2 separate regions of the Anas platyrhynchos genome follow, and region 1 is linked to region 2. Evidence: chromatin contacts called from public Hi-C data. All regions are on one chromosome and are shown on one strand. Each heading gives the region's core, a stretch centred on a gene start, on an enhancer-like site or on the middle of the called end of the contact. The rest is flanking DNA. Distances are from core to core; before and after follow the strand shown. Region 1 overlaps CNNM2 (cyclin and CBS domain divalent metal cation transport mediator 2). Region 2 overlaps WBP1L (WW domain binding protein 1 like).

Region 1 (6,916 bases), core at 3,810-6,309, 160 kb after region 2:
CTGTTTTCGATATGGTTTGCTTTACCCAGTGTTGGTTCTAAAGGCCTTTTGAGGGAAACGAGGGCAGTGGGACAAGGAAAAGAGATTGTTCCTGTAGCTTGTGCAGAGATGTAACTGGGAGATCAGCAAGAGGGAGAGCTGGCGGCTGAGGCTGAGACGTGAGTGAATTCCCAGTGCATAAACAGCAGCTGCACAACCCAGCATCTCACACACACATCAGGGAGCTGCCAGATAATCATCCAGGAGCATGCTTCAGTGCTCCAGTGGGTGTCATCCTGCTGTCCCTTTGCACTCGCTGCCATACCTGGTCATGCATTTCAGTGCCAGCAGCATCACCTTTTAGATCACAGAGATCTTGGTTTGGCATCCCCAGCCCTGGTAGAAGAACTGGGGCCTTAGTGCTGGCATAGGCCATCTGCTCACCCTGTCACCTCAAGGAGAAGTTCTCGTGCAGAAATCACTTCTGTGTAGAGGCACAGCAGATTCGTGTTCCACATGAGAGGCAGCTTGTTATGATAGTAGGTTAATGGGAACTCTCTGTATGTGTACCTATGTATATGCACACCAGGGAATGGGCTTTGGAATGAAACTTGCTTTGTAGGTTATGAATTTAGCCATATTAAAGTCGACAAACATCAGCAGGTCCCATGGAAGTCTGAGGAGCAGCTGGTAGCTCTGTGTTGCCATTTTACCAATCCTCTACTGGCTCTCTGTTAGGAGCTAAAGAAAGAGTAATTCTTCCTTAATTACGTGAGCTTTAATCGATCTCACTTGTACTTTCTGAGGCTTGACAGATTTGGAAGCGTGCAGACCATTGGGTGGATTTTACCTGTACAGTAGCAGCAGTCTTCACGATGAATCATATGTAACGTGTATGTGTGTACAACTGGGTCACATTGCTGTTTCTTTGCCATCGAAGCTCAGGTTTTACAATATGGGCCAAACAGAGCTGGCTTAGGCACGACCACTTCTCTCCTCCCAGACCTAAGCTCGGAAATCATCAGCATCTCTTTTTTTTTGCCGGCGTTGTTCAGTTTGAATGTTCTTGTGTTTCCTTCTCATGTTGCTAACCCTCCCTGCAACCATGCCAGTTGCCCCAAGTCCTGTGAGATCAAATGGCTTCCCTGTTCATGCCTCTGCCCTGAAATCCATCTTGGATTGGTTTTGTCAAACTAAAGCATGTACATTTTTTTAAATTAAACTTGGCCAACCTTGGATTTGCTAACGTGTGGTTGATTGGCTTTTACCAGTAGCAAACCCATCCTTTTGCTGTTTTTTTTTTTCTTTCTTTTTTTTTTTTTTTCCCAGATTTGAGAGAAATTGCTTTATGATGTCTTGAAGCATCAAGAGACTTCTGTTAGGATGAGCTTGTAAAATTGAAGTAGTTCTTGTTGCTCTAAGTAGACATGAAAGCTCATTTAGAGTATAAACCCTCAGAGAACAAGGGAAAACTGTTCTTCCCTATCTCCTGATGAGATGTCATGTGCCTGCTCTCCCCACCTGGAATATGAAGCCAGTTAGAGGAGATTAAGGCATGTTTTCAAAAAATTGAACAACAAATCAGCGAAGCTTTCATTAACTACAGCTGGGGAGGGATTACAGGCATGACAAGCAGTACTTGACCCATTCTGGTAGGGATGAGCTTGGAGAATCACAAACTTGCTTGACTTGTTACCGAAAACTTGGAGTGCCCTTTGGTTTTATTTCTATTTTTATTTTATTCCAATGAGGAACTGCACCCTTGAAAGCTTTCTGGTTGTTTTAACTCTTTGCCTTCCAGGCTGGAGTGGGCACCACCGCTCCTTTTGAACTGTTTTAAAAATGAGTGTACCTTGTTGGACCATTCCGTACTGGATGACCATTCAAACTATCACGTGAAAGTTGTTCACTGTAATTCCACAGGCTTGTTCTTTGGTTCATTCCTAAAACTGTTTGATTGTCTTTTTTGTTTTGTTGTTGTTGCTGTTGTTGTTTATTTTAACCCTTTACTTTTCCACAGTTGATTTGCACTTTTGGTTTTAGTTCTTCAGTGTGTGAACTGGCTCCCTCCCCTGTCGAGTGTGGATAGCTGCCGCCTTTCTGGTCGTGATCTCATCCTTTTTCTCTCCCTCTTCTAGTTCCCTTGTCCCTGTCTCGTACCTTTGTTGTCAGCAGAACAGAGTTGTTAGCAGCAGGTTCTTCAGGTAAATCCGCATGCTTCTATTTTCACCATTCTTGTGACTGCCCTGATGCCATAAAAAGTCAGCTGCAGTCTGTATTTATCTGACCCCTTTGCTCGTTAGGGAGAAGTCCAGCACAGAATTATGCCTCGCAGGTAGGTATCCTGAACTGTCATTTGTGATAACTGGTAGCAACGTGAAGGAGTCATCCAGATGGGAAGAGCTGAAAACACATTTAAGAAAAATGTATTTGGTAATGTGCACTTGTTCTTGTTTCTTGTATGTCAACTGGTAGAAGGAAGATTTAAAAAAAAAGTATCCTCTCCCAAGCTGAGATTTAAGAACTTAAAAATTTCCTGAAGAAAATGCATTTGGCAGAGGAGAAGGTTTAAACTGCCTTAAAAGGAGAAATCCTTTAATGAGAGAATTCTGATATTCTCATACGGGCTAGCTCTATGGTTTGAATACAGTCTGGCCATTTCAAGTGCTCAGAAGCTTTAAATTTTCTTTCAATGAGGTTAATGCTGTGAATTGGTACAGAGATTTACTGAGTGGATGGATTTGCAATGGAATGTGCAGTAAGGCTGAGGGAGCTCCTGTGGGTTTTGGTTCCCATTTTGCTCAAGACCTTTCCTCGCTGAATGACAAGTTGATTGACAGCAAAATCCCTTCGGAGAGTGGAGACCAAGGAGAGAACAAATTGGGCCAAAATGAGCTCTGAGATGTGGCTGAGAAGCTGGAAATTGGGAAAGGTCAAGAACCGAGCTTTGCAGACACTGCATGCACAGAGCAGTTGAGAAAGATGGAGACCCACCAGGAGAGTGCGTAGGAACAGCAGAATCCTAAAATAATCTGGGCCACCCTGAACATGTTTCTTCCCTTTGAAGTTTTCTTTTTCAGATGAAATGTGTCTTTCCCTGGACCTAAAAGCAAACAAGATAATGATATGCATATTTAAGTGAAACATCTAAACGTCAGTACATATCATGCAATTCATAAACTTTCACCATCTGCTTCCTGTATTTTTTCTGTCTTCTTTTTTTTTTCAGTTTTGAAATTGTATTTCACCATCAGTCCTTAAATTAGTCTCATGCACTTTCCAAACAAACTACAGGTTGTTGCCCTGCAGGGGATTTTTTCCTGCCCTTTTAAAGTTTCCTGCTGCTAAACTTAAAAGAAAGGGGAGAAATATAATCTTTCTTTAATTAAAGTACCTGATGGCTTTCTTTTAAGCTCGGTGGCTTTGATTATCTTTTTTAGCTTGGTTCTTTTGTTTTGCCAGGTCTTCTTTTTTTTTTTCTTTTTTCTGTTTCCAAATAAGTGTATACCTTGCACATGCAAATTGTTCCCAATATAAATGCCAAGCATATTTTCCTAGCTTTTTGTCCCAATCAAAAAAAAAAAATCAGTAATGGAAAATAAAAATGGGAAGAATCTCCTTTGAAAGGAACTGATAGAGCCTGGTCACTATGACAATGTCGTGCCAGTTCTGATGAAACCCAGGCCTTCTGCTGGGTCCTTCTAAAAAGGAACCTCTTATTAAATCCTAAATGGGTAATATGGTTGTCTTGATATTTGTCTTGTGGTTTGCGCTCTTAATGCCCAGTATGTACAGGTGAGGAAAACTGGGGTAGAAAAAATCTGGCAGGGCCCTGTTCTGCCAACACGGTCCTGCCTGCTGCTCCCTCTGTCATCTGCCCTTCGTGTCCTCCCTTCTGCAGTAACTTCTCCCCACCAACTTGTACGTGGCTCCAGAAGCAACGTCCTTTCCCTCTTATTTTTAGCAGTCGTATTTCTTTGTTCTGTCCTTTTGTCCATTTATTTTAATCTGCTTTGTCACGAAGCTCTCTGTCCTTAGCTTTTTATTAGTAGCGTACTGTGAGACACCTGGTGAAAGCAGAGGGCAAAGCGGAGTCAGGCCAGTGGAAAGCTGTTCCAGATGGAAGCCTTTATCCCAAACAGCAGTGATGCTGCTCCTGTCACACACAGCCAGATTTTGTGTACACAGGTGGGAAAGACAGGACAAATTTGTTCAATCTTCATGCTTGTTCTTCGGAAAGGCTTAGGGCACCAAGCCTCATGTGCAGACAGAGGTTTGGCTCCTGGCAGCAGTTCCTGTAGCCCGTTGTGGCTTTCAAGATGGCAAATGGGTACCGAGGAAAACCTTGCAGGGCTCTGAGTGCTTCCCTCTAAGCCTCTGCTTGGTGTTACCATAGGGACCTGCACTAATTCCTCGTAGTGCAGAAGTGGCAGAAAATTTGCCAAGCTCTCAGAACCTGTATTTTTCCATTCCCTTTTCTAAAATAGGAGGAAAGAAGACGTCAGTGGCATTGCAAGTGGGAAATAAAAAAATAGGGCTGGTAATCCACAGTCACATATCTAGAAGCATCTAAAGCATTAGGTTTAGGGAAGCCTAGATGTAAAGATGTGGAACAGGCTATGTCATTTTGGCAAGAGAGGTATGTTCATGGTGATTAAATGGCAAAGGTAGGATTGAATTTTAGTGAGCTTTTTTTAGACCACTTTATATATTTAAAAATCATAAAATTTGAAAAACTTACAAGGATGTTGTTGATTTGCTCAGAGGCTTTGTATCTTCAGATTATGTGAAAATGATGCCTCAGCTGAGAACGGAGATTGTGTGGGGAGTAGCACAGATGCCATGAAGTTACTGTTTGGTCTGGATGAATGAAATATAACTGCAGTAAGATCCAAAAATTCACCAGTCCCAAAGCGTTCTTTGATCTTTGTACGTGCACCCAGGGAGAAGCCCATCTGCAGACATGCTTGGGATCTCTTTTAGGATGCATTTCTGCATGTCCTCCTGTCATCTGAGTCACTGTGTGGGTGGAAGCTAGGGGTGCAAAATGCCTGTGGCTTGCTGAAAGCACGTTTACATGGGAGGAACTGTGACCCATCGCATTCTTAAGGGGTAGCTGCAAGATTTTCAAGTGAAACCCTACAGTGCTTAAAGGCCAGTGATGGAAAGTAATATCTCTAGTTTACTCCTTTCCTGTCCATGTCTCTCCTGGATGCAGATTTTTCTGTGTAGCATGGACTGTTTTCCCTGTTTTGCTGGCTGGTGTGCACCATGTGGAGCTTGCTCCCCTTCATGGAGTCTTTCTCCCTTCAAGCATCGGGGGGTACAGGAGGGAACATTGTTGAAGCAATCATCATGTGGACTGTCCTCCGGTCCACTGAAGACTCTATCACTCTGATATTTTTAAAAATGACTGTTCTAACCCAGGAAACAAGGTGGTATTTGCAGGTACCACATATAATAAAATGGGCTAAGGGTTAGCAGGGACTGACTGTGGATGAAAGGTCTGGTATGGAGTTACAACTATAAACCATTAAGAAAAAAAACAAACAACTATTAAGCACGGTCTGACTATCAAGAGCTCCTGAATGGAGCCTTGGGAGTTTGCCTCTTCCATTGGCAGGAGCACTGTGACCAAGTGTGCACAGGGCACATCCACCGTAGCACAAACCAAACCAGGTTGGTTTAAATCCTACTCATGATGTTGGCTACCAGCTCGGGATTCAAAATATGCTCTTTTTCAGGGTCATTTTGTTGTTTAGCTGCATGTCTACGTAAGAGTAGGTTAAGTATTTGCAGATGCTCTGTGTTACTTTGCGATTAATGATGTCCCTTTGAAACTGGTGGCTTCGAATGTGTTCTGCTTGATTTAAGATGTCTTTTGCTCTTGCCCATTTCTCAGCCGAAAACAAGTCTCCACCTCGGCCCTGTGGCTTGAATCACTCAGACTCTTTAAACCGAAGTGATCGCATCGACGCAGTGACACCGACGTTAGGGAGCAGCAACAACCAGCTGAATGCGTCTTTCCTCCAAGTGTACGTCCCGGACTACTCAGTGAAAGCACTCACAGACATTCAGTTTGTCAAGGTAGGAAAAAAAATGATAAAGCCCCAGGAAAAAATGCGGGGGGCTGGGCTGGGCTGGGCTGATGGGATGGAGAGCCTGGGGAAGGGAGGTCCCTCTAGATTGCTTTGTAGCTCTGTGAGTAAGTAGGTTTATGAAAACAGCCACTAGAAAATCACTTTAAATACTTTTTCTCAGTCTCTGCTGTCCGATGATTTGTCTTCAGTGTTCCTTTTATTTAGGCCTGTAAGCAGATTGGTCACACAAGTTTCTGGATTTCAGGTCCCCTGGGGAGAGATAGTAGAAAACACCCTCTCTGCTTTTAGTCCTGAAAGACGTAGCTTGTGAAGCCTTTGGAGCCATCCGAATGGAGATCTGACAGCATCCTTTTCTAAAGGACGAGACATTTTGTGTTCATTGCAGTATTCATTCACTTTTGATTTTGGTTTTAGTTTGGGGTTCTTGATCTTACTTTCTAACTTGTCATCCTGCTCGGAGATGTCTTGGACATTCATCTTTATCTTAACTTGATGTTAGGCTCATGTCTCACACTACCAGTGAGTGGCTGCACGGATACAGCTCTGTCCCCCAGCATGGTGCATCCCACGCTGAAATGTGTGCAAGTCCTGTGGGATAAGGAAATGTAGCTGAGCTGAGGAGCCCAAATGCTGGCAGCAGTTCCAGCCCAGCTGGGAGTCGAGGGAAGCTGACGTCCCATGGCCAGAAATTGACCTTGATGCTTTTCTTAAATTAAGTGCACACTCAAATTTTCTTTGTGTGCAACCCAAATGATTCATGAACTCAACTCCTGTCAAAGTTAATTCAATATTGAAATTGTGGAATGGAATAGAAATACTAGAATGCTAAATCAATT
Region 2 (6,880 bases), core at 1,387-3,886:
TCTTGTTGCAGCATTTTCATTCAAAAGGTCACTTCCGTGAGTTCGTGTGCAGCTGAATTTAATGTTCTTTCTCAGCGAGGCCGGCCGCGTCGGGGAGTGCGTAATTATAATAAATGCAACTTTGTTCTCAGCTGAAAAATCCAGCTGAAATAAATTTTTCCAGACCTTCCAAGAAACGCTTCTAGTAAGATAAATAAAAGCAATTCTTGCCGATTTCACATTCATTCAGCAGGAATGCTGGTGGGTGTAGGGTGCCTCCACTTAAGTCACTCATCACAGTGCCTTCTGGGCTCTGTCAACTCGGGTATTCAACAGCTGGCTATGGGGAGCGTTTGCAAATCGCCTTTCTTGAAACCAATTAAAACCGAGTTGATTATTTCTTACTTGGTTTCAGCTCGGGTTATTACTCTGAGTAAAATTGTTCTCGACAGCAAACACAAAGTTCAGGTAGGCTCTCAACTTGAAACAACTTTAAACAGTGCTTTGATAGGTGCATCTGTTTTAGGGACATGCACGTATTTATACAAGCTTTTGTGGCTTTTTTTTTTTCCTGGTTGGCACTGCTGTGTAGGCAAAGTAGATTTGTTTTCTTCTGTCTTCTGTTTCGCAACACTGGAAATACAAAAGTCTCTGCCTAAACAAAAAGAAAGCTAAGAGGACTTTTTTTTTTTGAACTTCTAAGCAAGAACTTACACAAAAAAAATCCCCTTTTTGCTTTCATCTTTCAGGAGACTGAGTGTGAAATGCCCTAACTTCCTTTTCTTTCAATTTTTTTTGACCAAGTATAGGGAAGAGTCTCTGCCCTTTGATATCAGGATCCTGCAGCTGGTGGAGGCAGAATTCCTGTAGTTTCTCTGGGTCCACGTGCAGGTCTGCTTACCTTTGAGTTTTTTTATGGTGGTCCCCAAGTGCTCCCAGTCTTTTCCACTCATACACCTTGCTTGAAACTGCTACGACCTTGGATTTTGGGAACTACCTGGTATTATTGTATGGTTTCTCATTGCTGCAAGGTCACCCTTCTGTGGGGCTCTGCTGGAATCTGCCAGGCTGCGAAGGAGAAAAGACTTGGATGGAAATGTCAGTGATAAATGGGAGATAACGCAGCCATCCTGCTCTCACCATGAATTTGAGCAGCGTGAGGACCTGCGTGTGAGCTGTGGCACCGAGGATATTTCCCTGTTTCCTTCCCCTTTTGGTGAGAGGGATCTCACCGAGGCCTTTCTAAAGGAAAAAGGAGCCTGATGTCTGGGCAGAAAGTGGGGGAGCTTGCTGAAATCCGACCACTCCGGCTCCATTAAATGCAAGTGATAGTCCTGGGAGGAGGGGAAGAGGCACTTCTGCTTCCATTCGTGGTCTGTGTGCTAGGTTAGATACCCATCTCCCAAAGACCTGATACCTCCTCAAGCCCCGGTGGGTTTCCAGTGACACTGGAGAATGATCAAAGGGAGAAAATGCCCTCTGTCATCAGACTGTCGGCTGGTACCTTATGGCCACACTGCATATCGACCAGGAGCAGATTTCATCAACACTTAGATCATGACAGTCTGCCTTTTATTTTTTTCTTTCTTTTTTTTTTTTGTTTTCTCACGGCATTATTTTCTCTCCTTGCTTGTCTTTGTTCCTTCCCCTGCCTTCCTTTTCCTGATGCAAGTCTGTGTTCTCGTAATTTTGACTTCTGAAATAATCAGGAATTGAGTACTTGGTACTTGCAAATGAAGCTTCTCTGGCAGTGAGAGGGCCAGGGAAGCTCCTTCAGGCAAATGGTTGTTTTAGGATCTCATGTTTTAGGATCTCATCCTGACCCTATGTGCAGACATGGTTTATTTTGTAAAGATTGTCTTGAGCTAGGAAATCAGCTCATTCTAAAATGAAAACACGCATTCTTCGAAACCTGAATTTCATGCAGTCTGTGCAAACTTGTGATTTGTGTTAGGTCTGGTCTTCGGGAAATATCCAGCATTGTTGTCCAGGATGTTAGTGTGAGAGAAACATGGGGAGCTTCTGAAAGTCACGGTGACTGTGTCTCCTTGGAGGATTCCTCAGAAATCCCAACTTCTGCATTACTGCTCTTGCTTTATAGGGCGCTAGCAAAGGTGGTCACTCGAGCAGCTGCAGCATTTTTGGATGCATGTATCTGTATAACATTATCACCTGTGGAAAGAGGATTGCTGTACATCCCAGATAGCTCCCAAAACTCACCCTCTGTCCCTGCACGTGGTGTGTGTGCCACTGCTCTGATCTACAAAGCACAGGCAGGTCACACAGGCTTTTTGCTAGGGGTCCATGCCCTTGAATTCCTGGAGGAGGCAGTAGGGTTGTTCGCTGGCAGCCTCTCTCCTTGCCAAGCATCCGTGCAGGGCTGATGTGTAAGGTTTTAGCCTGACCTGGTCCTTACCCTCATCCTCTGAAGGTTTCCTGTGAGAGATCCTTAGTCTTACTCTCTTCATCATCCCTGAGAACAGTTGTTTAAAACTTGTTCAAGATTTTCAGCAGGATCTTGGGACGAGTGCTGGTTCCTCCAGCCCCTTGTTTTGTTTTAGAGTTTCTAATCCCATTTTCTATGACTAACTTCAATTGCGTGGTTTCCACAGCCAGGATTAGGGTTTACTGCCATAGGTACGTCATTCTGCCTTTGAAGCTGCTTGCTCATGCTTTCCTTGGCAAGCTCTGGCAGACGTGCTCAGCAACAGCAGAGATCCTATCTGTTCGGAAGGGTTAATCGGGAGTGTGTTTATGAAACCAGGTTCCTTACCCTTAAAGGCTTCGCTGTGATCTTTTTTTGATGCTTTCGGAAGATTTATGGCTTCTGTCTTTGTAATTTATGTTGCGTTTTTCTTTCTTTTTTTAAAAAAACTTTTAATTATACGTATGGTGTTGTTAAAATTAACAATGATAAGCAGCTTTTCTGGGCAAACCCCAAATTGCGTGCCTCTTGGGTACAAACCGAGAACGTGACCGTCTTCACATGGATGGCCAAGGGCTTTGGGCTGGTGTGTCTGGGGTGGGTGAACGGGTGAGTGTAGGGCATCTGAAGTACATCTGTAGCTTATAAACAAAGCCAGCAAAGGACTCGCATCCCCCAGGCAGGCAGAGAGCCGTGCGGGTGCTTTTTCTCGAGAGGCTTTTTGTATTAATGGTCGCACTCGTGGCTGAGTTTACTCACGTGTGCGGGGAGGGGGGCGGGTGGCTATTCAGGGGAGTATTATTTTTCATCAGGGAGATTGAAGATACCGCTATTGATCGGGAAATTTATTTGTGTGGAGGCTCTCCAATGAAATGGAGCACCTGTGCAGCACTTTAAAAATGTTGAGCAGGATGTTCCCTCTGATGGGAAGCGTTGATTGCGCTTTCGGGCGGTCTGCCTCTCCAGCAGATGCACCGCGGCGAAATTTTCTTGCAGCCTAATAAAATACCACAGGATGCTTCACCTCGAGAGGAAACTTGATTGGTGCTTTCAGCCAATGTCTCTGTGAAACCAGGTGAGAAACACGTGCGTGCCTCGCCGGGAGCTGCACCCACCTCTGCTGGCACAGCCCCAGGGTGCTGGTGCCAGGTTCCTGGGTTAAAAAATAAATAAATAAAGAGCCTGAGTGGTTCTGGTGGGATAGATGCTAGATGCCAAGCTCTGGGTATCTGGTACGATGCAGTTGATGGACAGATGGTGCCAATATTAGTTTTTAATCGTTGACTGCAAGTGGGGTTGTTTGTGCATTTTGATCCAAAACGTGCCTTGATTTTTTTGGTGCGTTGCTAAAGACTAGAGGGATGCCTTTCTTGGGCTTTTTTCTGTCTACCTCTGTCTAGTAATGAAAGCTGAGCTTTGTGAGTTGTGACTTCTGGCACAAAGTTGTGTGCTTGTATCCACGCAGTACAAGGATCTTCCAGAAACTCATGGGAATCTGGTGACCGTTCTTTGCGTTTTGTTGCTTTTAGGAGTTGCACAAATCTAGAAGCTCGTATTTCTGAAGATCTCATTTATCTAGCATTTTTATCCCCAGGAAGTATCATCTCCTGGGATTTAAGTATTTGCTGATGCAAATCTCTGTGATCACAGGACTGTTAAAGAACTATCGAGTGTCACATCATTAGGTCACCGGTTCAAATCTAGTCCAGAGTGGTAATGGATATTTTTATACCCCTGACACCTTTCATCAAGACTTATGCGTAGTTGCTTAAACTAAAAACAACGTTTGCTACTCGGAATTAAGGGTTCAAGTGGAAAGTGAAGACTAGAAGCAGATTTTTCTATAGCAAAAATTCCTGTTGGGCTTTTATATATGCTTGTATGTGGCTGTAAATCTGCGTGTGGTTCCCAGTGCTTTAGCAGAAATAAAAGTAGCGTCTTCCCAGAGGAGTGTGTGGCTCAGTGCATAGGGTGCAAAGCAGAAAGGAGACCTCGTTTGGTAGAAAAAAGTATGCATTAGTCAAGTCTGGTATTGTTGGTGTGCTTTCCTATGACTTCTGAATTGCGACAGCCTTTGAAGAAAACAGGAAGAAACAGATCTTGGAGAGAGACATGATTTAATGTTGAAATGCAGGGAGAGCATTCGGGATGGTAACAAATAGTTCTGGACAAAGGACTTTTCAAATTCTTCAGGGCAGCTGCTCTTCACCAAAAAAAAAAAAGGTTGGTGGGTTGCTTGGGTTTTTCCTTGTTTCTTCCAGAATTCACATCAAAATCTTTGTATGAAATTTCACATTTAAATCTTGCCTTTAACGTCTGGTTTCTAGTCAAGGGGATGCAGGCTTCAGTTTAGGGTGAAATTTAGTGCTTATAACTCACTGGACTGTACATTCTCCCGACTGCAGGGCCTGAGACAGTTCAGTCGTGTGGACCCTCACAGCTTTGCAGTTCGTCCTCATTGATTCCTTTCTCCGAGGTTGGCCAGTCCTTGCAATTTCTTTAGGATGTGTTGGGATCTAGACACCCTCGTGAATCCCTGCAGTCAGGGGCCTGCTTGCAGCCACCTCATGCTTCCCAACCTTGTCCTGAATGTTTCCTGAACGCTCTCTGGCTTGTTTCAGGGACCAGGTTGGCAGCATATCAGCAGTCAGTAGCTGGAGTCCTTCAGGAAAGAAGTTGAAGATGCTGAAGTATGACTTCTGGTGCCCTGGTTGTTAGAATCTGTTAGCAGAGACTTGAAGATGCGAAGAAAAGAGATGTTAAAGCCGGTACAAGCGCTCTCTTTCTTTGTCCTCCTAAGTTGAGAAATTGGGATCCGAGTTGGCTTCCCGTGCATCTGCTGCCGTGGGAAATCCCTGGTGACTTTCCTCAGTGCTTGGAGGTACAAAAAGTATTTATGAGGCATGGAGACAGGAGTCAAAAAAAAAAAAAAACAATAATAAAAAAATACCACCTGAGTTATCACTGTGGCATTTTTTGACTGAGATTTCTGTGCTGTCTTTTAAATATATTTTTATATCTGTGTACTCTGCAAGGGATGGGGAGGGAGATGTCAGTCTTTGTTCATGCGGAGTTCTGAGTGCCTGGAAATTTGGGAGACATTACGAGGTCATTTATTTTCACTCCTGATGCCGCTTATTGCTACCATCTCCCTGGCTATTTTGGAGACAAGTGGGATTATATTTATTATTTCCCACTTAAAATGTTCTGTTCCCATCAAGTATCTGAGAAGCCTTGAGCTTTCTGCCTCTTTTAAATGCTGATTTGCTTAATAAATGCAGTGTTAAGGTTCTGGCTTAGCAAAGGAATACCACTAAACAACTCCTGTCTATATTTTAAGTCTCTATTTTTTGGCATGTAGCTGTGATTGCAACCCAAAACAGTGCACAGCTAGAAATCTTCCTAAATTATTATCCATCTTTTTTTGCTGGAGACTGAAAATGGAGAGCTGCTGAAGTACAAAGGAAACTTTTTCTGAGTCATGGCAAGATTGGCAGGTTGCAAGGGAAAATATAAATCTGGTGTTTACCATAGTTAACAATGAAATCCTCCCTTTACAGAAAGTTATTAGGGTGAGTTATGCTTCCAGTCTCCTTGCTGTTGTGGAGTAAAAAAAAAAAGTTATCTTGATTTTTATTTTTTTAACTATTATTATGATTTTTTTCTGATCCTTGGCCTAGAATGGGGATAAATTAAAGGAAGTTGCCCAGTTTTCTCTGCTAATTGCCTGAAGATTGGCCCTGAAAATACAGTTGTCATCTACAATTACTAGTTTTCACAAATGGGATGATGACTTTATCTGTTTTCCCTCACTATGGACCAATCATTAAGTCTTGCAGTGTCCAATTCTGAAACCTGTGATCTTTTACTTAGGTATGAATCCTGGTACTTTTTAATACGTATGCAGACACTGAACTAACATGAAAAAACATGTCCGGTCGTTTGCACAGCGTAAAATAATAGATACTATCTTCAAATGTTAATGACTCTGCCTCTGTGTCTGATATGATAAATGCTATTCTTATAATGCTGATGGAAAACAAAAGGAACAGAAAATAGCTAGACTTTGCCAAACGCAAAGTTCAGAGTAATTTGGAGATGGACCACAAGTCGTTTGGAGTCCTGATCGTGTGTTACATGAAGGCCATCATTTGTCTTACAGGAAGAAATGGCTAATGTTAAAAAATGCTGTCTGTCTTTTTGAAAACAGATGAAATAGCTTGCAGAAGGACGTTTCTGTCAACAGGAAGTGACCGTGACTTAGGAGGCATGCAGGCGTCAAGCACAACTGAAGGAGGCTGCAGAGAACAAAGAACCTCTTTCCTCTCGCTTCTCAGGCCGTATGTAGGACCAGAGAACACCTTCTCTCATTAGGGTTGAGCAGCATTTTCGACCCCCTTTGGTGTGAGTGCAGTGTCTTAATACACGTCTTGGTGCTAGGCTCTCACGACGCAGGCTGGGGGTCACGGCAAGCCA

Evidence for each region. Hi-C and Micro-C count contacts between places; a contact is called where the count stands out from the background.
Region 1: a contact with region 2 is called in a Hi-C map of subcutaneous adipose tissue, with 2.3 times the contacts expected there. The contact joins two enhancer-like sites. A contact is called at or near these places in 2 of 8 Hi-C or Micro-C datasets (skeletal muscle and subcutaneous adipose tissue).

The regions. Positions count from the first base shown.
Region 1 is chr6:28,125,007-28,131,922 of IASCAAS_PekinDuck_T2T, forward strand. CNNM2 (cyclin and CBS domain divalent metal cation transport mediator 2) reads left to right here. Exons shown (of 8, transcript XM_072039750.1): 6 at 2,118-2,183; 7 at 5,882-6,066. Among named protein-coding and RNA genes, the nearest start is that of NT5C2, 70 kb to the right of the region's middle. Within about 2 kb of position 5,060, at least 2 of the 8 cell types and tissues checked have an H3K27ac peak or open chromatin away from gene starts, as enhancers often do.
Region 2 is chr6:27,964,520-27,971,399 of IASCAAS_PekinDuck_T2T, forward strand. All of the region lies in intron 1 of WBP1L (WW domain binding protein 1 like), which reads left to right. Among named protein-coding and RNA genes, the nearest start is that of WBP1L, 12 kb to the left of the region's middle. Within about 2 kb of position 2,637, at least 1 of the 8 cell types and tissues checked has an H3K27ac peak or open chromatin away from gene starts, as enhancers often do.